Regions from separate parts of the Mus musculus genome. Here regions 1, 2, 4, 5, 6 and 7 are each linked to region 3. The links are chromatin contacts, called in public HiChIP or PLAC-seq and promoter capture Hi-C maps. All regions are on one chromosome and are shown on one strand. The core of a region is the stretch at or near the end of the contact, and the rest is flanking DNA. Distances in the headings are between cores, read along the strand shown.

Region 1 (3,063 bases), core at 412-2,911, 990 kb before region 3:
GGTAAAATAGGTAGATGACAAAGCGTGCCTTCCACAATACAATCTATATGGTAAGACAAGGATGGAATCAACTGTCTCTGCTTGAGGCCATGGACATCTATCTTCTATTCCATAACTGTGGGGAGGTCTACCTGCCTAGACCATGACATAGGTACCATCTCCTTCTATGTTTATGCCAACCTCGTAAAAGGGTATTTCTAAGGAAAAGGCTGTAGCACTTTACATTTAACCTTTGAGAAGATGGAAGATGGCCTCACCTTAGCAGGAAATGACCTAACCTTGAGTAGAAAGCAACTGTGTAGTATGCTGCCATCTTGGCTAGTATGCTAAAATATCACAATGCAGAATTTGAGCTATAAATTCAACAAATGCCCAATAAAAAGTGTCACCATTTTTGATACCAAAGGAAACTGATGAAAATAAGTAACCAAGAATGAAAAAAATAATCAACACACAAAACTGGACATATACTAAACACAGCGATAACCTGACATCAAAACCTCAAACAGCTGCAATAAAGAAAGAAAATATAAACAGCAAGAAAAAAAAATAAGCAGACAGATAGACAAAAGATAGAAAATATTTCTTCCAAATAGGGAAGAGACAACTCCTTTGGCTGGGATACAGGTTTTCTTAATATAACCTTCCTTACCTTGTCTAAGTAGAGATTAAACAATTGGAGGCCTGCAAACTCAGGGGTTTTTTGTTATGTTTTTTCTGTTTGTTGTTGTTCTTTTGTTTGGTTTGGTTTTGGCTTTTTCAAGACAGGGATTCTCTGTGTAGCCCTGGCTGTCCTGGACCTCACTCTGTAGACCAGGCTGGCCTCGAACTCAGAAATCCACCTGCCTCTGCCTCCCAAGTGCTGGGATTAAAGGCGTGCGCCACCACTGCCTGACCAAACTCAGATCTAAGTATGTATCTTTTCTCTGTATTATCCCTTGTTTCCCTCCCCACCCAGTTCTCTCAGGGAACCGGAAAAACCTGCCTGCACAGTACTTCCTGGGAAAGAATAGAGATCAACAGAACATGAGAACAAACTTAGACAGAAAAAAAAAAAAATACACAAGTAAAATAGAGTAAATGTTGATGAAAGAGACCAGGAAACCCAGTGAGCCTGGCCTTACTAACACACGTTACTGGACGGTCAAGGCATCTACAAGTCTGTGTCGATGGCAAACACTTTGCATCTGCACAGAGCTAACTGCGGACGGATCCTACTCCTGAACATCAAGTGCCAAGTGCAGAACTTGTAGAAGACACCGGAGAAACTAGGGTTCTCCATGTCAGCATATCTGCCTTCCCTGGACACAGGAAAAGCAGCTGAGGCGCTCACTGCATGGTGACGTCAGCAACAAGGATGTTTTCACTCCAGGACCCGCGCCCCACACTCTGCGCAGGCGCAGCCCGGGATCGAAGTCAGACGTCGCGCTTCCGCTCCGGAGGTGCAGGGACCTCAGGTGAACAAACGCAATCACGCCGGGCGGCGAGTCTGACCGCCGGTTCCCGCACCCCGGGAGGAACCCAACACAGTCTCCCGCGGCTCCTCCCCGCGTGGGGACGGCGGCCCCGCTCACCATGGCGTGGAGACCGAGCTCGCCCCGCTCTCCTCACAGCTCCCGGCAGCGGGTGGCAGACCAGGACACAGAACCACAAGAGCCTCCCTCAGACCCGAGCCCGAACCTTTAGTATTAGGGAACGGAAGTGCTCTCCCCATTCTGGCTAGCGGATCCATGCGGCCGTGATTGGCTAGTGAGGAATGAGTGACAGCTCCCCTAGACACCGAGGGCTGTGAAGTGTCACAGCACAGTGGTTCCCAGTCCTGGTCTCCGCTCAGGCACAGAACTGTCCCAGACGCGGAGAGACAGGGACATATCGCCACAGAACTTGCGCCTGTTAGCGTACAGGCAGGTCCACAAACCTACTCTCGGGGACCTAGCAGAGACTTCTGTCATCAGATGCCATCATTTGCTGATGCCACCAGGCGCGCCCGGTCTGTTTCAGGATGAATGTATCCACCTAAGCCACCGGAGCTCTCTCCCTACTCAGCAGGCCGTCTCTCTGTTCCCCGTGTGCGCTTCTTTCTCTCTCTGTCTGTCATGTCCACTTCTCTGCCTCTGTCCCTTCCCCAGGACCTCAGTCCCCCAACCCCCACCCCCAATAAAGTTTTTTTACACCAGATGCATGGCGTAATTTCTCAGGACACACTTCGGCTCGATCTGCCAAAGCTACTTCACCTTACTATATAATGTTTCCTAACAGCAGGACTGCAGTCGTCCCTGCTCTGCTGCACCCAGGAGGCTATTTAATCTAGGCACAAGGTCTCTAGCATACACAGATCACTAAACAACCTCAAGTGGAGTGATCCACCTGCCTCACAGCCAAAAGGGCACCCAGACTATCCAGGTCAAATTTAAACCTCCTGGTTGATATTCACCGGGCATCAACCATTTTTTAAAAAGACTCATCTAAATTGCTCACACTTCTCTCAGTTAAACACTGGTAGCCAAAACACACATTCCCAGCCTTTAGTGGTTGCACTGGCTCATCATGCCAGCACTTGGGAAATGGAGTCAGGACATCAAAAGTTTAAGCCTAGTATAAAGAGTAGTTCCAGGACAGCCAGGGAGGGATACACAAAGCAATCCTGTCTCACAAAAAAAAAAAAAGTTTAAACCAGCTTGGTCTATGAACCCAAACACCAACTATTCTGGCCCCCAAAGGGGAGGTGACCAGGGTGAGAACCTGGGAGGAGAAGACAAAAATAGAAAGTTTGGGGTCACTATGTCTTGCATAACATGATGGCTCATGTTAAGCAAGTTTTTTCAGATGATATACAGCTCTGATACACTATAGGTGGAGAATGAGACAGTCAGCAGAAAGATAATTTAGCAATGTTGGCTAGAAGGACACAGGATAGATACCTCATAGTGAGCACACACTGGCCATGAGACTGATACCCATGAGACTGATAACTGAAGACCGTGGTTCCTTTGACTCCTTCAAGATGCTTGCCCAAGCACCAGACCAGACCTTCCCAAGTCTGCTCTTGGAGAGGTCACAAAA
Region 2 (2,826 bases), core at 85-2,584, 860 kb before region 3:
TTGAGAGAAGCCAAATTGAATTAGTCAGCTTGGTTAATTAGATTGTACAGATGCTAGAAGCTTCCTGGGATAGTTGTTAGAACATGGATAATGCTCTGAGCTCAGCCCAAGCAGTGTGTTGTGTTCACAGAGCATGGTTGCAGCTCTCATCACTTCATCTGAGGAAATAAAAGTGACATTTACTTTTATAGATCACACACAGATCACGGACACTGGACCATCCCCTCCAACTTCTGGCCTGAGGATCCTTTGAACCTCCATGTTCCTCTCATCATTGAAACTGCCCCACTATTTGTAGCTGTACCCTGGTGTGTTTACCTCCCTTCTAGCCCTGGCTTGCAGGCCCCTCCTTCTCCTCACATTCAGCCCCAGTCGCTGGTTGTCATTTTCCTCCACATATACTTCCTGCAGACTACTCCCTGGTAGCCTGTAGCTGTCTCCAATCTCTACTTCACCCCTTCTGAGCAGCTCCAACATGCCTTACCTCCCTCTCCAGAACACAAAGTTCTCCGGAAAGAACTCCAGGAAAGTACTCCTGGAAGACCCGGAGTTGCCAAGGCCCCCACAGAGATCCCATCTTCACCTGTCACCCCAACCACTCAACAACATTCTGGGTCTGGGCCTCTCTGGTTTCCACACTCCTCCAAGATCCTTCTATAATCCTCTCTCACTCCCCAACCCCTCCCAGATTACCACACAACCTACAAAGAAGTCTTAACATCTCTCACAGACCTTCTTCCCACACCTTCTCTTAGGTCCTTCCTACCCACATTTCGCCAAGGCCACACCTTTAGGCGGCTCTTCTCTTAGCTAAATTCTGGGCATTGCCCCGTCCCTTCTCACCACCCAGAACCAAGAGTCTCTAAGCAGTGACCAACGCGCCCTGGCCACGACCGCCCACGCCTACCCTTAGCGCCCCGCCCACCCGTGCTACACCACACAACTGCCCTCCCTTCTGCCCCGCCCACCACTGCTACAACGCCCCGCCCTCATTGTAGGCTCCGCCCCTGCCTTACAATCTTCCACACCCCACCCACCAATCTACTCCTGCTAAGCATAGCCTAGAAAGACCCTGACACCCAACCGCCGGCCCTTTTTGCCCCCTGGCCCTCGCCCTCTCCGTCGCCCAACCAGCGTCACATACCCTGCGGAATCCGTAAGCTTCTGGCCGGGCCCCGCGCTCTTGAACTTGATGTCAGCCTTGATTTCCTGGAAGAACTTCTTCATGGCGGCAGCGGCCCGGCGGCTTGGGCCGCAGGGCGGAGGGCGCAGGGCCCGGGTGGATGAGGAGCAGGCGGCCAACCACCGGAAAGAAAATATCGCGGCGACGGAAGTCCCGCCTGGTTCACGTGACAATCGCCTTGCAGCACCTCGCGCGGGCGGGGCGCCATCTTCCTGTCTGCGGACGCCGTTGCCGGGGCGACAGGCTCGCCTCCCTTAAGACCGCAGCAGCCACCAGGGGAGCTTAAAGAGAGCATCCAAACAGCGAGCAGCCTAGAAGAGTACCCAGAGCTACTGGAACCAGGGTGGATGTCAGGAGTTCAAGGCCAGTCCATACTACAGAGAAAATGAGTATGAATGTACTGTGCATGAGCCTGAAATCTGCTCTGGGAGAGACAAGCTAGAAGGAGCCGACAGAGAGATTGGTACAGGCAAGGTCAAAGCAGAGACCGCAGTTGGTACAGGGCTTGCTCAACATGTGCAAAGCTGAGTTTAATCTCCTCCAACACTTCCATCTCGTGTGGTGTGTACACACAACAAAAAGTTGGATGCTCTGGACTCAGGCTTTTTAGAACACTACTGTTCATGTGAAAAACAGCCATCATCTAGATCAGAATCACTGTGACTGTGCAAGAGACCCCCAAAATCATATACTTCACTGTTAATGGTCACTCATTAGAAAGAAGGGGGGAAGTGGGTCATTGGACACAAACTTGAGATTCCAGGAGCTCTTCTGCACCCCCTGTCTGTGTGCATGTAATTCTACCCTAATGCGCATGGCATTGTGGTCTTTGGATCATGTAACTGAAGTGCCTATGGGCAAGCTTTCGTCTGTGTTGGTGTGAAATTTGTCAGAGATAAAGCAGCTTTGTGGGCTACCCAGGCTGTTAATAATTTTATTAGTTTTGCCAACCATTAGATCCAAAAATGCACAAAGCTGAAGGATGGGACACCCTGGTGATTTCAAGGAAACAAGCCCCATGGCTGGAGGAGAGCAATGGAGGCATTTGATGAGAACTGTGGAAGACAGGTTTCCAAGAGCTACAGTGAAGAGAGGAGTGGAGCACCTTAAAGAAGGCAGCCAGGATGTGGGCTGGAGAGATGGCTCAGCGGATAAGATCTTCTAGAGGTCCTGAGTTCAATTCCCAGCAACCACATGATGACTCCCAATCATCTATAATGGGATGCAGTGCCCTCTTCTGGTTTGTCTGAAGGGAGCAACAGTGTACTCACATACAAATAATTTTTTTTAAGATTTGTTTATTTATTTATTTATTTATTTATTTATTTATTTATTTATTATATGTATGTACACTGTAGCTGTCTTCAGACACTCCAGAAGAGGGCATCAGATTTTTGTTAGGGATGATTGTGAGCCACCATGTGGTTGCTGGGATTTGAACTCAGGACCTTTGGAAGAGCAGTCAGTGCTCTTAACCGTTGAGCCATCTCACCAGCCCCAACAAACCTTTTTGTTGTTGTTGTTGTTGTTTTGAGAGACAGGGTTTCTCTGGATAGCCCTGGCTGTCCTGGAACTCATTTTGTAGACCAGGCTGGCCTCGAACTCAGAAATCCACCTGCCTCTGCCTCCCGAGTGCTGGGATT
Region 3 (2,960 bases), core at 105-2,604:
GAGGTAGAGGAGGCAGGCTACCCAAGAGGCTGGGAAAAGTGAACTGAAGTGAGTGTCTTAGATGGAGAGAGGGTGTGGCTGGGCAGAGAGCATTCAAAACAGACCTGAAGCTAGCACCTGGTTGGGGGGGGGGTATTCCCTGGAGTTTGGGGAGATTTGGGGTCATGGGCCCAGGAAGAAGGAATCTTCCAAAAAAAGATTGAGGCTCAGGCCCTATTTGGGGTGGTGTAGCATCTAAGAGGATATGTAGGGGGGGCATCCTAAAGTTACTAGCCCTGTCTGTGGGGACTCTGTGTAGACTCTCCACAGAGTCTGATTCATGCTAGGGACCACAGGGGCTGGAAGACCCACTTAAGTTCTGAGACATGTTTCCAAAGATTCTGGGCCATACAAGGATGCCAGGAGCTGTGGGGTGTACTGGAGTTCTGAAGGGAGTCTGGCTAGATTTGGATTCATAAGGGACGTGAGTTCCCGGCTAGACTGGGTGGCTTTGTAATCCCAATGGGTTCCATTCTCTACTGGGATTCTAAATGATTTCCCAGGGGATGTGGGGCCAGGACGGGATCCCCATGGTGCTGTGAGTGGCTATAGGATTCCAAAAGTCTTCCTGGAGAGCTGTGGACCAGGCGGGAGATCCCCAGGGTGCTAAGGTAGTACCAAGGCTCTAAGGGGAATCCCAAAGGGTTCCAGGCTGTGATGATGCCCAGGGCGCTAAATCCCTGGGATCCTGATAAACACTTCAGGAGTCTGTGTGTAAACTGGATTCCTAAGGGGCGCCTCCGGGGACTCTGGAATGAGATGGAGTTCCTAAGGTGTTGAAGCCCTGAGCTCCTGTATGATGCCCAGGGGGTACTCCGGGATTCTAAGGGGTGTCTCACGGGGCTCTGAGCCAGGCTGAGTCCCTCAAGATGCCGCGGCGGTGTGGATACACTACGCTGGCAGAGAATTCCCCAGTGTGGAGTGGGTGGCACTGGGGTGCTGAGTTAGATCCCAAAGGGTTCTGCACCAGACCTGGGGTCGCGATGGGGGAGGGGTACGTGGGTCACAGTGGAGGAGGGGCATCCCGAGATGGCGATGGGGGAAGGACGCCCCGGGGTCGCAGTGGCTGGAGAAGGGCCCATCCGGGTGGGCGCGCGCAAACTCGGTGCCCACGGGGCGGTGTGCGCGCAGGGCCGGCCACAACGCCGCGCAGGGCAGCGGGAGGCCAGTCCCGGGCGGAGGCTTCTTACCTGATTGTCCATGACTGGCGCCCGCCCCGCCCCCGGGCCCGCGTCGCTCTCGCTGCCGCCGCTCAGCAACGCCCCGCCGCTCTCATTGTCTGTCGGGGGCCGCACCGCCGCCGCCGCCGTTCCGGGCCGCCCGCCCGCCCGCCAGCCGCGCTGAACCGGAAACCGCCGCCAGCCCGGGCGGCTCAGCGACCGCGGGCCCCCAGCCGCCGACTCGGGCCCGGCCTCGCCGATGGACAAGCCTCCGAGCCTGTCAGAAGGCCAGAGACCCGCGCGTGGGGCGGGACTTCCGGGCTGGTGGGGGCCCGCCGGGCGACAGTCAGAACGACGAAGCCGTCAGCCAATAGAAAGCCGGCGCCGCAGGGGGGCGGGCGGAGGGAGTGAAGGAGGCGCGAGGCGAGCTCTGCTGAGCGGCGCGAGGTGTGCGCCGCACGTGGAGGGGTTGGGCCAGGCCGTGGCGCGGTGCCTGCGCACTGCGCCCCGGGAGCGGCTCTAGAGGGGACGTCCCTAAAAAGGCCCTAAGAGTTTAAGTTCGAGCCCTGCGGAGGGAGGGAGCGCTGGCGATGTTCGGTGCTCCTGCGTGACAGCGCCGGTGGTTAGTTTACCGGTCTGGATCCTGTAAAGCCAGCGGGTTCAGCCCACTTCTCCTTGCAAAGGCTAGGGTTGTGCATCTGTAAAAAACCAGCCTGTGACTTCAGTGACCTCTTCTGGCCTTCTCAAGCACTGCACACAGGTGCTAGCGCTCGCACACAGACACGCACCATTTAAAATGTAAGCTTTTAAAAAACAAAAACAAACAAAAAAACTTGTCGGAGGTGGTTCTTCTTTCTGTGGTTGTTACAGTGCACATCTGAAACGGAGCCATTCTAAATGATCAGCGGTCTCATTCATTCAACGCAGGGAAAGGAACGGTAGTCAGTAGTCAACCGTAGACTGTGGATACTGACAACTGGGGATTGAACTCAGGGCTCCCGCCATTGAACTACACCCACAGCTCTGTTTTCACTTTTTTACTTGAAGGCCAAGGCTGGGGCATAATTGGTAGAGCACTCTGCTAGAACGATGAAGCCCTGGGTTCTAGCCTCAAGACTCTATAAGCCAAGTGCAGAGATACATGTCTATCATCCTAGAACTTGGATATAAAAGGCAATACAAATTTTTGCTAACCTGAATAAAAGACACACACACAATCCAGGTATTTTATTTACAAACCGTAAGTCTAGGTTGTGCAGCTATTCTAGTTTGGAACTAGTTTGGAGCTATTCTAACTTACATCCCTGCCCATGTGTCCCTTGTGACGTGCTGTTTTTCCTGGCCACATGCTTATGGTCCATCTCCTCTCGTGGCGGCCTCCTCCAGTTTCCCTGTCTTTCTTAGTCTCCTTTCTCTACCTGCAACCTCCAGCCAGGTAACTGAAAACCTGCCTACCTCTATCTATTGCCCAGTCACAGGCTTTAGCCTTTTATTGACTAATTGACTTGGGAGGCTAGGTTACATACGTAGCATCACTTGGGGTATGTGAGGATCTCCTCCTTGGGGGCAACTAGACCTTGGGATACAGAATTTAGCACCTAAATACAAGCAGTACCAGACCAAGCCCCTACACTTGGAGGTGGAGGCAGTAAGACTGTGACCTCAAGATAGTGGTGAGAAAGCCCTCCCTTGTTCATGGAGTAAAGGTGCTATGCCACCAGTGGTTTAACTAGCCCTAACGATGACTGAGGCTCACTCATC
Region 4 (3,113 bases), core at 383-2,882, 720 kb before region 3:
CTTCCTTTGTCCCCCTGGAGAGGGCAAAGTACTGCAGCAGGGACCAAGACCAGGGGTAACTGGCCCCAAAGCCACTGTCAACCTCTGCATTCCACAGCAAGCCCCAGCCCACCACAGAGCCTGCCTTGCTGCCCGACCCCAGCACAACTCACCTTCTAAAGGGTCCAAGGAGCTTCCATGGCAGCTGCAGGCGAGGGGCACGGACCTTAGAAGAACAAATGTGGTGTTGTTAAGGTGGGCAGATGGGAAGGGCTGGCAAGAATGAAGGGGTTGGTGAAAATGGGGTCTGGCAAGGATGAAGGGGTTGGCGGAAGATGAGGGGCTGGCAAGGATGGAGTGGTTGGTGTGAACTGGGGAACCAGTGAGGATGAAGGGGCCGGTGAAGATGGAGGGGCCGGTGATGTGTGTGGCTTCTTCTCACTCACTTTCCATGCGGGCGGGAGTCTCCGCCTGTGCCTAACCCTATCTACCTGGTTCGACTCTAACTGAGCCTCCCAGCCCCTCGGGGCTGCCAACATGCCCTGGGTTGTACTTGGAAGAGACGTGTCCCTCAGTGTGCGGTCTCCCTGGGACCCAGCAGGGAACTGGCGACTGTGGTCCACACCTCCTGGGCACCAGTCCCAACTCTTCGAAAGCAGGTTGGTGATTGCCCTGGGGGCTCCCGAGGGAGCCTGGGTAACAGGCAGCAAAAAGGCCGCTGAGGTCAAAGGCTGGGCAAAATCGTGGATGGGGAGGGGATGGATGGGCCTAAGGCCGAGATCCTAAGGGTGGGGCTCAAGATGCAGGGAATGAATGCTGGAAGCTGAGGGGGTTCAAGCTAATCCGGGGAGGAAAGGGATGAGACAGAGGATATGATTTTAGTCTGGGAGGGTATCAAGCTTGGCATGCGACAATGTGGAAACTGAGGCAGAGGATAAGGGCTGAGTGAAGGATCAGGCTTGGGGAGTGACCAGTCTTGGAAGAGTCAGGCTGGTAGGGTCATTTGGAGAGGTTCATGCTGCGGGTTTCAAGCTTTGGGGTATGAAGCTTTAGGATTTCAGGTTTGAGAGGAGGGTCAACCTGGACTATCAGGCCTTGAGGGAACAAGTTGGACGGATCAAGTTTTGGGGATCAGGCTTGAGGGATCAAGCTGGGAGGGGAATCAGGCTTGCGGGGATCCGGCTTTAGAAGATCAAGATGGAAGAGGATGAGGCTTGAGGGGATCAGGTTGGGAAGGATGAGGCCGGGAGGGAGGGTTTGGCAGAGACGAGGCTGGCGGAGGCTGGCGGAGGCTGCGCGGACGCCGGGCTGAGCCGCGCTCTGCGATGAAGCTGGCGGCTGCGTCTCCGCAGCGGTGCGGCAGCAGCTCTTGGGCGCGGCCCGGAACCGGCGAAGCGCGGCGACCAGAGCGGCGGGGACGACGAGGACAGGGCGCGCGGCGCCGAGGCGGGCGGACGGCGCCGGCCGGGGCGGGAGGCGGCGAGCCGGGGCCGGACGCTGCTCACCCGAGCGTGGCGCGGAGGACAAGCTGAGCAGGGCGTCCCCGGGGCCGGCGGCGCCTCACACGCGACGCTCCATGCCCAAGACGAGGGCCCGGAAGTGGCGGGCGCGGGGGGACAGCGAAGGCGGCGGACACCGGGGGGACCCGCCAGCTGCGCCTCCTTTGACCCGGAAGTTGAGCTGCAGAAGCAGAGGCTTTTGATTGGGTAACGTCAGGGCAGAACCAACGTCCGTGAAACTCTAGGGGACAATGCTCAGGAGCGTCTTAGGGCTGAAGGCAAGGCTGGTGGCCCCTTGCTGTCTGGGAGAGGACTGCGGGATGGACACCCCTGCTCCAGTTCTGCTGGCCAGCTCGACCCTGCAGTGACCTATTAAAAATATCTAAGAAAGCTGAGATATTGGTAGAATAGTGGTTAGGAAAGCTGCCTTCCAAAAGGTGGCCCCGGGTTCTAGTCCCAGATTGCTTACGCCGCTCATCCCAGCGCTCGGAAACTCTCCACTTAATCAGGCTAGCTTTGAACTCTAAGATCTGCCTGCTCTGTCTAGATCTCGCCCACACCATGTTTTACTTTGTTTTTTGTTTTTCGAGACGGGGTTTCTCAGTATAGCCCTGGCTGTCCTGGAACTCACTCTGTAGACCAGGCTGGCCTCGAACTCAGAAATCCGCCTGCCTCTGCCACCTGCCTCTGCATTAAAGGTGTGCGCCACCACGCCCGGCTCATGTTTTACTTCTTATCTGTGCATTGTGTCTGAGCCACGCGAGTGTGACAGAAGAGGACAATGGGTTTCTTTCCTTTTAATTTTTTTAAATTTATTATTATATCTAAGTACACCTAAGTACACTGTAGCAGTCTTCAGATTCGAGGGCGTCAGATCTCATTAAAGGTGGTTGTGAGCCACCATGTGGTTGCTGGGATTTGAACTCAGGACCTTCAGAAGAGCAGTCAGTGCTCTTAACCACTGAGCCATCTCTCCAGACCCACAATGGATTTCTTGTAACTGGAGTTAAGGCCACATGAGTGCTGGGACATGGACTCCCCTCCTCGCAGAGCCACCTCTCTCAAGCCTCTAAAGAGCTTTTGTAAATAAAGACACACTCCCCAAAAGTTATCCTAACAGGGTTCCTGCAGAAGGGCATCCATTGTTTGGTGAGTGACATTTAGTGAGCATCCTCCATTGTTGTTGAAGTGTCCCCACTTAGCTTCCTAGCTAGTTAACTTTTTGACCGGAAATCCTGAGAGCTACATTTTTAACATGATGTTGCAACCCTGTTCCCTTTCCAGGAACCCTCCCTGGAGACACCATTTGTTACACAATTACAGGACGTGGCTGAGGGCCTGGCGGCTCTCCTGGTCTTCCCCAGTTCCAGCCATCCTCTTCTCTCTCCTGACCCCTTTCTTTTCACACCCATTTTGGGGAAGAGTCTCATGTAGCTAAAATTTATCTTGAACTCCTGCCTCTTCCTCCCCAGTGCTGGGGTGACTGTACACCACCATGCCTGGTTAATGAGAAGCTGGGGATTGGGACTGAGCCTAAGCCCCAGCATCTGCTTGAACTTGAAGATGAACTTATGTGATGGGGGAGGGAGGGAGGAGGTCCTCTGGGGTCAAGGGTCAGCTCCAGCACTCAGAGGT
Region 5 (2,814 bases), core at 182-2,681, 770 kb before region 3:
TCAAGCGCACCAGAGCACCTCTGCTAGACTCTGTGAGGACCTGGTGAGGGAGACACTGGCAGAGCCAGGGAAGACAGTCCACATCCTCACAAGAGCCCACTCAAGGCTTCACTGGGGAATTCTAGGCAGAGGCTCCACCCTGTCCACGACCCAGCCTCTCACCACGGGACTCTAGGCAAGTGGGAGGGGTAGGCTCTAGCCCTGAACCCACACAGCTGGGTTTGATCCCCACTTTATCACACCTATGATATCTGTGGGTTCCTCAGACTCTAAGTGCTCAAAAATCAGAAGCCCCCAAACCTGCTTCAGTGACACCTGCTTCCCCCCACACACCTCAAAAACACACTAATTGCCCTGGCTCATACTGGGGTATGAAAAACCTAGAGCTGTGGTCTCTGTCTTTGATACTGAGCTCTGTCTAGGGTCCTGTGTGGCTGTCACAAGGGTGAGCTCCTGGTACAGAGCAGATAGAGGCCATGTTCAGCACCCGGCAGAGCTGGGATGGCTACTGAACTTGTAAGTTCCTGGCCCAGAGCACAGACAATCTGAAATCAGGAAAGCCACTTGGGTCTGTGCTGCTCTAGGCAAGTCACTTAAGGTTTCTCTGGGTCTCAATTTCTATCTCTCAAAAGCCTGGATTTAGTTTTGTGTGTTAAGGCTCATGCAAGGAAGGTTAGAATGCAGTCAGCAAACACCTGAGGGGGCTTTCTGAAGAGGGAAGATGGCAGATGAGGCTTTTCCAAGTGTCCTTGCTGTGACAGGGCCATCCAGGCACAGGAAGTGCAGACCCGTGGTTGAGTTGGGGTGGAGTTTGGAGTAAGGTGGGGGTGTTGGGGATGGGTTGGGGGTGGTGGGAGTGTGGGAATCACTCCCAGACTGATTTTCCAGGTCTCACAGCTGCCCCCTGGGAGGTAGCTGGCCCTGTCTGGCCTCTGTCAGGGAGGTCATCACAGTGCCTCCCCCCTTACTCCAGAGACACCAACTGAAAGAGAGTCTCCGCAGTACTCAGGAACCCCAAAATTGTTGCAAGGCAAATGTTGGGGTGCATTTGTCATGGGAGTCCCAGGTGACACTCTAACTACCTAGTGGGTAAACTGAGACCCGCTCAGAGGGATGCAGGTGTCTCGCGGAGGCGCCTCTCTTCGCTTTGGCCTCTCAGATCTCTGTCGCGCGGTGCACGTATACCCCATTTTTCTCTGTCTCAGTCTCCTTCCTCTTCCTTCCAACACTTTCCCGCCACGGCATCCCTTGCGCTGGGCACCCAGCGCCGGCGCTATTCCGGAGGAATCTCCCGGCCGCAGACCACGCCCTCGCCCACGCCCGCGTCATGCCTCCCACCTCCTGGCAGAGGCTTGCTGCCATTGGCTCCTTCGTACACTGCCTGTGCGCTACCATTTGCTGAGCCAGTGAGCGTTTAGAGGGGGCGAGCCCTTTCTCGGGGGCGTGGCCTCCTAGCCAGCGGCCGGGCTCAGATCCAGCGGCCAATGCCTCTGGCCCCACAGAGGCACCTACAGAAAACTGAAGGCTTGACACATCCCGAGGAGCAGGTGAGCGATGGGGTCCTGCATTGGCTATCCTGGGTTCTTTCCGTCCCCTCCTATCCCCACACCGTCCTCTGTATATCCCGCCTCAGTTTCCTCTGTATACCTATTACTGACTGTGGGAGCATGGGTGTTGTGAGCAGGTTGCTGTGGGCTACTGTAATAGTCCTAACACATGTCCTCAAGAGGACACTTGATGGACTTGGCTCTGTACAAGTGTGCAGCCTGACTCCAGAATGGTCTAGGTATTCTCTGAGGTAGCCAGCTGGACCCCACTGTGGCTCTGGCTGGTGCAGGGTTACCCTGACTGGGACTGGCACTTCAAGCTTCCCATTGCCCGAGGGCTTGAACTCAGTTTTACCATCTGGGAACTGGGACAGTGGCTGTCACATAATTGGCAGGTGACCTGATCCAGGTCTGCAGCCTCCTGGCTCTTTCAGTGTTGGTTTGGAGGATAAACTGGGGTCCAGAATATGGGCTGCGGATGGCCAGAGAGATGGAGACACTGTCTCCAGAACCATATTCTGGTTTGTCACCTTTGTGAGCAGCGGGGCTGGAGAGGGACAGGGTGGAACACTAAACTGGAAACAGGCCTCTGGGTCACTTCCCGAGCTCCAGGCTGTGACGCCTCTGAACACCTTGCCTTGGGGTTAGGACACAGCTCAGACAAACCTGACTCACTTGAACAAGTAACTTAATTATAAGCCTCAGTTTCCCTGTCTGACTTGGGACAGTTGTTTCGTGACTCCCTGAGGCTTCTTGGGGGTGCTTAAACAGACAAAAGAGAGGCTGAGCCAGGGTGGGCTACACACCGAGGCTGTCTCTAAAACAAAAGGGACCCTAGGGTGTAGCCCAGTGCGTAGAGTGCTCACCTAGTAAGCAAGAGGCCTTGGGTTCCGGCCCAAACACAACATATACCAGGACATTTACCCATTTACCCAGTGCTTAGAATAGAGGCAGGTGGATGCCTGTAAGTTTGAGGCCAGGTCTACAAAGTGAGTTCCAGGCTAGCCATAACTATGTATAGAGATCCTGTAACAAACAACAGCCAACAGAGAAAGAGAGAGAGAGAGAGAGAGAGAGAGAGAGAGAGAGAGAGAGAGAGAGAGAGAGAACAGGAATGTAGGCTTTGAGTGCCAAACTTCCTGTTTTTCTGTCCTGGGACCTCAAAGTGGCCGCCTCTTCTCCACATGGAATGTCCTTGCACTTGAGACCTTTGTGCGTGCTGAGCCCTCTACAACCCTGGCAGATCAACACAGGCAGCGACAACTTT
Region 6 (3,087 bases), core at 444-2,943, 900 kb before region 3:
ATGTAAAATGCATGTCAAGCTGAGGTCATGGCTCAGGGTAGAGCTGTTGCCAGTGTGGTTGAGGTCCTGGGCTCCAACCCCAGCAAACATCCATCAAACGAGAGAGAAAGAGAGAGCGCACTCGCGAGCACAATCGATCTAGCAACCTGGAGGAAAAGGCAGAAGAAAAGAAACTCAAAACAGACAGGAGAAAACTCAGTCACGAACTTCTGGCCACTGAGGTTTGGTGACAAACATCTGTAACTCAGCACCGGGAGGCAGAGGCGGGAGGATAATGACTATGAGGCCACTCTGGCCTGACTGAGACAGAGATGAGACAACAAGGGTTTTCTCAAGCAGAAACCTGACAGAGCTGAGGGAACAGGCTCACTTGAGCCCAGGAGTTCAAGGCAAATATAAAACCTTCAACACACAAAGGTATCCTGTCATCCCAGCGCCTGAGAGGCAGGAAGATGGAAAATTCTGGGCCAGCCTGGACTACGAGCAAAACTTGGCCTCAAAAAACCCCCCAAAAGTTCCAGAGGGACATTACACTATAGGATGTCTGAAAGGAGCGCCTGCCTGCCTGGGGTAGGGTTCTCAATGTTTATACAACGGAGGCCAGGATGCCCACCCTACAGAACTCCTGAATGTCAACACAACCAGAAAGGAGAATTTCAGTTCAGAGTCATGATCGGATCGATTAAACACTAAACCCAAACCACCAAGTACCTATAGGAATCTATAGTATGGTACAGCCAACAAAAACGTATCTTTCAAAGAAGCATACATATGTTTTAGAAATAGGGACACAAACCTGACACATTTTGTAAACTGCAGAAGCCTGGAAAATTACTTTTCACTGTCTCTTTTCAACTTGCCACAGTGTCTACCAAGAGATTTTTCTTTCATTTTTGAGACAGGGTCTCCTTATGTTACGTAACCCTGGCTGGCCTCAAACTCAGAGATCTGCTTACCTGACTGCCTCAAGTGTGCAGGGATTAATGATGTATAACACCCAGTGAGCGAGAATGTTTGTTTTTGGTTTTTTAGGTTTTTTTTTTTTCAATCCGTCTTACAGACACCGGAGAGGGAAAAGAAGAATGGGACACTGATTATTTTTTAAGCCCTGTGTGGACTTGGTTTTTTTGGATATCAACCTAGACAAACATTTTCTGTGGCCTGAGGCTATGTGGTGAGAGTCTCGGAAGCATAGCCTGGAGACTTTGGGGGGGGGGGGGCTTGCCTTCCATGCTGCGATCCCAGGAATCGAACTTACGTTGTAAAGCCTGGCGGCAAGCCCCTCTCAATGAAGCCCTTTCGCCGGCCCTCCAGAGCTTTCTGAAAGCCGCCTAGACGCGCACACCCGGTGTCCCTCTTCAAAGCACGGGGACCCGGTCTCCCCTTCCCCGCTAGCCCAAGGGAAGCCAGCTCGGCTCGTCTGCGGTCCCCAAAGGCAGGCCCGAGACCAGATCGCCTGGCCTCGCCTCACCTGGCTCGCCTTGTAGAACTGCTTCTTCAGCCCCGCCACCGACATGCCGCCTGCCGCCGTCAGGCCTCCCGCTCGAACTCCGGTTTCCGCCGGCGCCGCCGAACCGACTTCTTTCCTCCGCGCGCAGGTCGGCGCCGCCACCGCCAAATCAGCTTGCCAGCTCTGCGCCCCCGCCCCGAAGCCACCTCGGCCGGCTAGCGCGCACGCGCGGCCGGGATATTACATGGCAACCGCACACTTCCGGTGACGCCCCCATATCGCCTCACCCCACCCTACAACGGCATCTGCGCGCGCTCCGCCTCTCTGCGCGTGCGCGCCCCCTGGAGGACAGAAAGAGCATTGCCGGGGGAGGAACGGCGGAAACCCTCCCACACCAACGAGATGAGGGGGCGCCTAGAGAGGCCAGAAATCTGTGTACGTGCGCGTGTACGCATGATGCAGCTCCCTCTAGAGTCCAGGAGTAGATATAAAGCCAAAAGTCAGTTTTAATTAATTAATATTTTATTTGTGCGTGGAGAAAGCGGAGCGGAATTTGCCAGCGAGAGTGTAATAAAGACAAAGCGAGGTAAAATGGAATATCTTAGGGGCTAGAGGAACGGTTGGTTCTCCAGGTAAAAGTGCTTGCTGCCCTGGCTGACATCGGGAGTTCAGTTCCTCGCATCCACATCAGGCTGCTTGCTCATAGCTAGCTGTCTGTAACTCCAGCTCCGGGTCACAGCCCTTTCCTGGCCTCCTTCAACTGCTCTCAAGTACACCGGGTCACATATATACCCATAACTTAAAAATTAATATGAGGTATGCCAGTGGTGATGCATGTACGCCTTTAATCCCGGCAGAGGCCCAAATGCTAACACGCCACCAGCCTTCTCTCTGGGGTCCTTCCTTCAGTGTCTCCCTTCTAATAAATCGCTGAGGATACAACTAGAAAAGAGAGTCCTTTATTTCCTTCTTCATAACTTTATTTCAGAGCAGATATTGCATAACCCAGGCTAAGCCTCAAACTTACTGTATAACCAAGGATGACCTTGAACTCCTGTCCAAGCTCCTCCACGTCCCAAGTGCTAAATCACAGGTGTGCACCAATGAGCCCCACTAGAAACATATTTTCAAAATAGTTCGCTCAGACTGTAGCTATCTCCTATTTCGAGTTCCATTGGTTCATTCCTGTCATGTACCAGCTATAGGACATCATTGCTTTTTTGCGCATTAGCCCTGCAGTGAGCTTCCTCTCATCATTAAGACAGAAAGAGGACTCTAATTGAATGATATCTGTGATGGCTTGTATATGCTCAGACCAGGGAGTGGCACTATTAGAAGTTGTGCCCCTGCTGGAGTAGGTGTGTCACTGTGGGTGTGAGCTTTAAGACCCTCATCCTAGCTGCCTGGAAGCCAGTATTCTGCTAGCAGCCCTCAGATGAAGATGTAGAACTCTCAGCTCCACCTTCACCATGTCTGCCTGGATATTGCTATGTTCCCGCCTGGATGATAATGAACTGAATCTCTGAACCTGTAAGCCAGTCCCAATTAAACATTGTTTTTTTTTTTTTAGATTTATTTTATTATTATATCTAAGTACACTGTAGCTGTCTTCAGACACACCAGAAGAGGGCATCAGA
Region 7 (3,154 bases), core at 99-2,598, 750 kb before region 3:
AGTCCTTCAGGCTCAAGGGACTGGGACTTTAGAGCCTCGGGAGTCTGGCCACTTTCCCTTGACACCAGTCGTGTGACACCCTGAGGAACTTACCTCGTTGGTCCCTCCTTGGGAAGCGTAGGTGAATGTACATGTAAACTTGTTCTGTAGAAGGAGAAATAAAAGGAGGCTGAAGAGCAAAGATCTCAATACTCAGAACCAAGACCCTAGCATACTGGGCATGGTCCTGTATGCACATCATCTCTGGTATCCAGGAGGCTGACGCAGAACTGGGAACTGGGACATAAGCTAGCCTGGGTGACTTAGCAAGGTGCTGTCCCGATGTAAAACAGATCAAAAAGGACTGAGATATACATCAGCCCCTGCCCAGAAGGTCAAGGGTTGAGCCTGTCCAGAATCCAGCAGTGAGGGGTTGGGAGGGTGACTCAGGGGTGGAGTCCCACCTAGAATCCCCTAATGAGGAGCTAGGGATGTGGCTCAGGGGTGGAGCCCCTGCCTAGGGCGGGGCAGAACCCTGGCTCTGCCGATGTGAGACTCTAGGTTCCATCCCTCAGTACACCCTCCAGAGGCCACCAGATCTCTCTCCTCTCAGGAGCTCAGAACTTTGCTCAAATCACTGTGATTTCCTAGGAAGGTCAAATGGCCTTCAGCAATCATCCCTAGAACATCACCTATGAGGTCAGTACTCGGGGCTCCTGTTAGATACAAGCTTGTACTGCTTCCTGCCCACAACACAAACCTGCCAGAAAGCACAGGACTATAGTAATGGTCTCAAGAAATGGTCACTAGGGACACCGCTGTCCCAGAAGCCAAGCTGGGGCGGGCAGAGGCTAGGCTGACTGCTGGCTCGCTGAAAGGAGAGGTGATGGACTCGTGTAAGGCTTGGGGGGTGCTCCCGCTCTAGTCCGGGTTCAGTGAGTAACCCACGTGCGACCTGTATAGCCAGTCCCCTAGATCCGCTGCTCTTATCAACCAGTATTCCCTTTTCTACAATGAGATGGGCAAGGGGAAGTCGCCTTGCAGGTAGGGAGTGACTGACAGAAGACAGACGAGGCAGCCAGGTCCCTTCTTCAGGTAACCCTGCCTCTGCCACTCCACCCGGTCTCCAGGACCACCTGATCGGAAGTCCATAGGCATCGATTCCCGGGCAGGAGGCTTAGCACGTACCCCGGGTCCTACGTCCTGGGAGAACGAATGCACGACCCCTCCGGGCCTCACGTCAAATGGCACGGTGGTGGGCTCGGACACAGCGGCGGCCAATTTCAGCGCTGCGGCCGCCAGGACCACCGCAGTCCAGAAGCCTCCGCTGGGGGCTGCCATCTTGCTTCCGGGGCAATGCGCAGGCGCTCGCGAACGTGGAGTGACACGCGCGGGACACGTCAGCGCCGAACGGTGACAACGTCGCCCCGCCCGATTTGGCTGCCATGGTGGGGCGGGACTCGACTTGGCACGTGATGCACTACAGCGCCTCTGATTGACGCTCGCGGATGCCTGGAGGGCGACTTCGTCTTGGCGCTTGTTTGGGTTGGAGTTTGCAGGTAACTTTTGCCTCCCCCCCGGATATTTTTATATCTCACTTAAATGGGCTCCCGGACTCACTTCAGGACAACATGGGGGTTGACAGTGTTTAATTTTGTTAGATTATCCATTTGTTAATAAATATGGTTTATTTCACTTTTATTTGTCCTATTTTTTTGGTTTTGACGAGACAAGGTCCTGGAAATCTCTCCAGGCTAGCCGGGAACTCAGAGATCTGCCTGACTCTGCCACCTGAGTGCTGAGATTAAGGCGTAGGCCTCCACCACCACCTGTTGATTGTTTTTTGTTTTGTAACATATTTTACATATATGTGTGTGTGTGTGTGTGTGTGTGTGTGTGTGTGTGTGTGTGTGTGTGTGTGTATTAAGGTTTGTTTTTTGTGTTTTTTTTGGTGGGGGGTCTCTGTAGCCCTGGCTGTCCTGGAACTCACTCTGTAGACTAGGTTGGCCTCAAACTCAGAAATCCACCTCCCTCTGCCTCCCAAGTGCTGGGATTAAAGGTGTGCGACACCACTTCCCGGCATATTTTTCAAAAATATTTTATTGTGAGGGCTGCGGTGATGGCTCAGCAATTAAGAGCACTGGCTGTTCTATAGAGGACCAAGATTTGAAGCCCAGCACCCACATGGTGCTTTACAACTTTAACTCCATTTCCAAGAGATCCGATGTCTTCTTCTGGCCTCTGCAGGTACCAGGTATGCATGTGGTACACAGACAGACATGAAAATAATATAATAATAGCAATACTTTAAAAGTGAATTCTTCCGGTTTTGCAGCTTCCTATAGGTCACAGGTGTTGCTATGCTGTTACCGGACCTAGAGCATGCCTGGCCAGCCCTCTGCTGCTGAATAATTTTCCCATCTTTCCACTGGCCAGCGAGATGGAATAGTGAGTAAAGGGCTTGCAGCCATGACTTCAGCCCTGGTCACTAGATGGTGGTAGAACTGACTCCTAAAAGCTGTTCTCACTACATGTGAATTGGGGCAAGCAGCCTTGCACAACAGAAAATAAGTATCTTAAAATTAGACTCTACGGCTAAGTGATCCTCTATCTAGTTACAAGTACCTCATTTCCTCTCAAATGGCTGCTGATGCCACCTTAGCCTGCCCCATCCCAGTCCTCCTGTAGTCCCTGAGCGGTGCACCACAAAAGCCATCAGAGTAGTGGCGGGGTCCTCCTTTCCACCCCAGCCTATGGGCTGCTGCAGTAAAGTGTCCCACAAGTGCTGTCAAAAGTGGCAGCACCAGTGACATCTCAGCCTGCAGCCCTCACAGGAGCTGTCCACAGTGGCTCATCTCCTCCCCAGCCTACCCCACCCCCAGCAGTCCCACAGAGATGTCGCTTCAGCAAAAGCTGGCTGCAGCCAGAAAGGACTTTCCACCCTTAGCCATGGGCCTGATGCAGGGAAAGGGGGTGGGAAAAAAAAAAGCCACCAATCGCTGAGCAGGAAAACCCACTAGTCCCTTGAGATTCCCATTAAAAAAAAAAAAAAAAAAAAAAGCCCACCAATCACTGAGCCTCCCCTGAGCTCAGCACTGGAAATTCCACCAATCCTCAACCTGGACATCTCTGCCCCTCTCAGAAATCCAAGCACTGCCCCCTCGGCCCAATTCCC

Evidence for each region. Promoter capture Hi-C pulls out the DNA fragments that hold promoters and counts their contacts. HiChIP or PLAC-seq counts read pairs in DNA pulled down with a chosen protein or histone mark.
Region 1: a contact with region 3 is called in an H3K27ac HiChIP or PLAC-seq map of microglia, with 4 times the contacts expected there. The contact joins the promoter of Zfp119b here to the promoter of Mllt1 in region 3. A contact is called at or near these places in 2 of 39 promoter capture datasets (embryonic stem cells and hippocampal neurons) and 1 of 115 datasets of contacts at active chromatin or transcription factors (microglia).
Region 2: a contact with region 3 is called in a promoter capture Hi-C map of pre-B cells, with 6 times the contacts expected there. The contact joins the promoter of Ubxn6 here to the promoter of Mllt1 in region 3. A contact is called at or near these places in 5 of 39 promoter capture datasets (the C10 cell line, cranial neural crest, hippocampal neurons and 2 more), 1 of 484 Hi-C or Micro-C datasets (muscle stem cells), 2 of 115 datasets of contacts at active chromatin or transcription factors (astrocytes and large pre-B cells) and 1 of 9 other capture datasets (liver).
Region 4: a promoter capture Hi-C map of pre-B cells shows a contact between it and region 3, with 4 times the contacts expected there. The contact joins the promoter of Dpp9 here to the promoter of Mllt1 in region 3. A contact is called at or near these places in 3 of 39 promoter capture datasets (cranial neural crest, liver and pre-B cells) and 3 of 115 datasets of contacts at active chromatin or transcription factors (bone marrow-derived macrophages, large pre-B cells and pancreatic cancer cells).
Region 5: a contact with region 3 is called in a promoter capture Hi-C map of pre-B cells, with 4 times the contacts expected there. The contact joins the promoter of Tnfaip8l1 here to the promoter of Mllt1 in region 3. A contact is called at or near these places in 4 of 39 promoter capture datasets (cranial neural crest, hematopoietic stem and progenitor cells, liver and 1 more).
Region 6: a promoter capture Hi-C map of pre-B cells shows a contact between it and region 3, with 4 times the contacts expected there. The contact joins the promoter of Sh3gl1 here to the promoter of Mllt1 in region 3. A contact is called at or near these places in 3 of 39 promoter capture datasets (cranial neural crest, liver and pre-B cells), 1 of 484 Hi-C or Micro-C datasets (liver), 2 of 115 datasets of contacts at active chromatin or transcription factors (astrocytes and pancreatic cancer cells) and 1 of 9 other capture datasets (liver).
Region 7: a contact with region 3 is called in a promoter capture Hi-C map of pre-B cells, with 5 times the contacts expected there. The contact joins the promoter of Mydgf here to the promoter of Mllt1 in region 3. A contact is called at or near these places in 2 of 39 promoter capture datasets (liver and pre-B cells) and 1 of 115 datasets of contacts at active chromatin or transcription factors (memory CD8 T cells).

The regions. Positions count from the first base shown.
Region 1 is chr17:55,943,598-55,946,660 of GRCm38.p6, forward strand. It overlaps Zfp119b (zinc finger protein 119b), which reads right to left and starts at 1,662. Exons shown (of 4, transcript NM_146249.4): 1 at 1,575-1,662. The coding sequence starts at 1,577.
Region 2 is chr17:56,073,692-56,076,517 of GRCm38.p6, forward strand. It overlaps Ubxn6 (UBX domain protein 6), which reads right to left and starts at 1,335. Exons shown (of 11, transcript NM_001379361.1): 1 at 1,145-1,335. The coding sequence starts at 1,227.
Region 3 is chr17:56,934,034-56,936,993 of GRCm38.p6, forward strand. It overlaps Mllt1 (myeloid/lymphoid or mixed-lineage leukemia; translocated to, 1), which reads right to left and starts at 1,355. Exons shown (of 12, transcript NM_022328.2): 1 at 1,230-1,355. The coding sequence starts at 1,241.
Region 4 is chr17:56,217,257-56,220,369 of GRCm38.p6, forward strand. It overlaps Dpp9 (dipeptidylpeptidase 9), which reads right to left and starts at 1,633. Exons shown (of 21, transcript NM_172624.3): 1 at 1,485-1,633; 2 at 153-205.
Region 5 is chr17:56,161,060-56,163,873 of GRCm38.p6, forward strand. It overlaps Tnfaip8l1 (tumor necrosis factor, alpha-induced protein 8-like 1), which reads left to right and starts at 1,432. Exons shown (of 2, transcript NM_025566.3): 1 at 1,432-1,547.
Region 6 is chr17:56,034,944-56,038,030 of GRCm38.p6, forward strand. Sh3gl1 (SH3-domain GRB2-like 1) reads right to left here and starts at 1,694. Exons shown (of 10, transcript NM_013664.3): 1 at 1,472-1,694. The coding sequence starts at 1,516.
Region 7 is chr17:56,182,572-56,185,725 of GRCm38.p6, forward strand. Mydgf (myeloid derived growth factor) reads right to left here and starts at 1,349. Exons shown (of 6, transcript NM_080837.2): 1 at 1,168-1,349; 2 at 94-144. The coding sequence starts at 1,320. It also overlaps a transcript of Tnfaip8l1 not described here.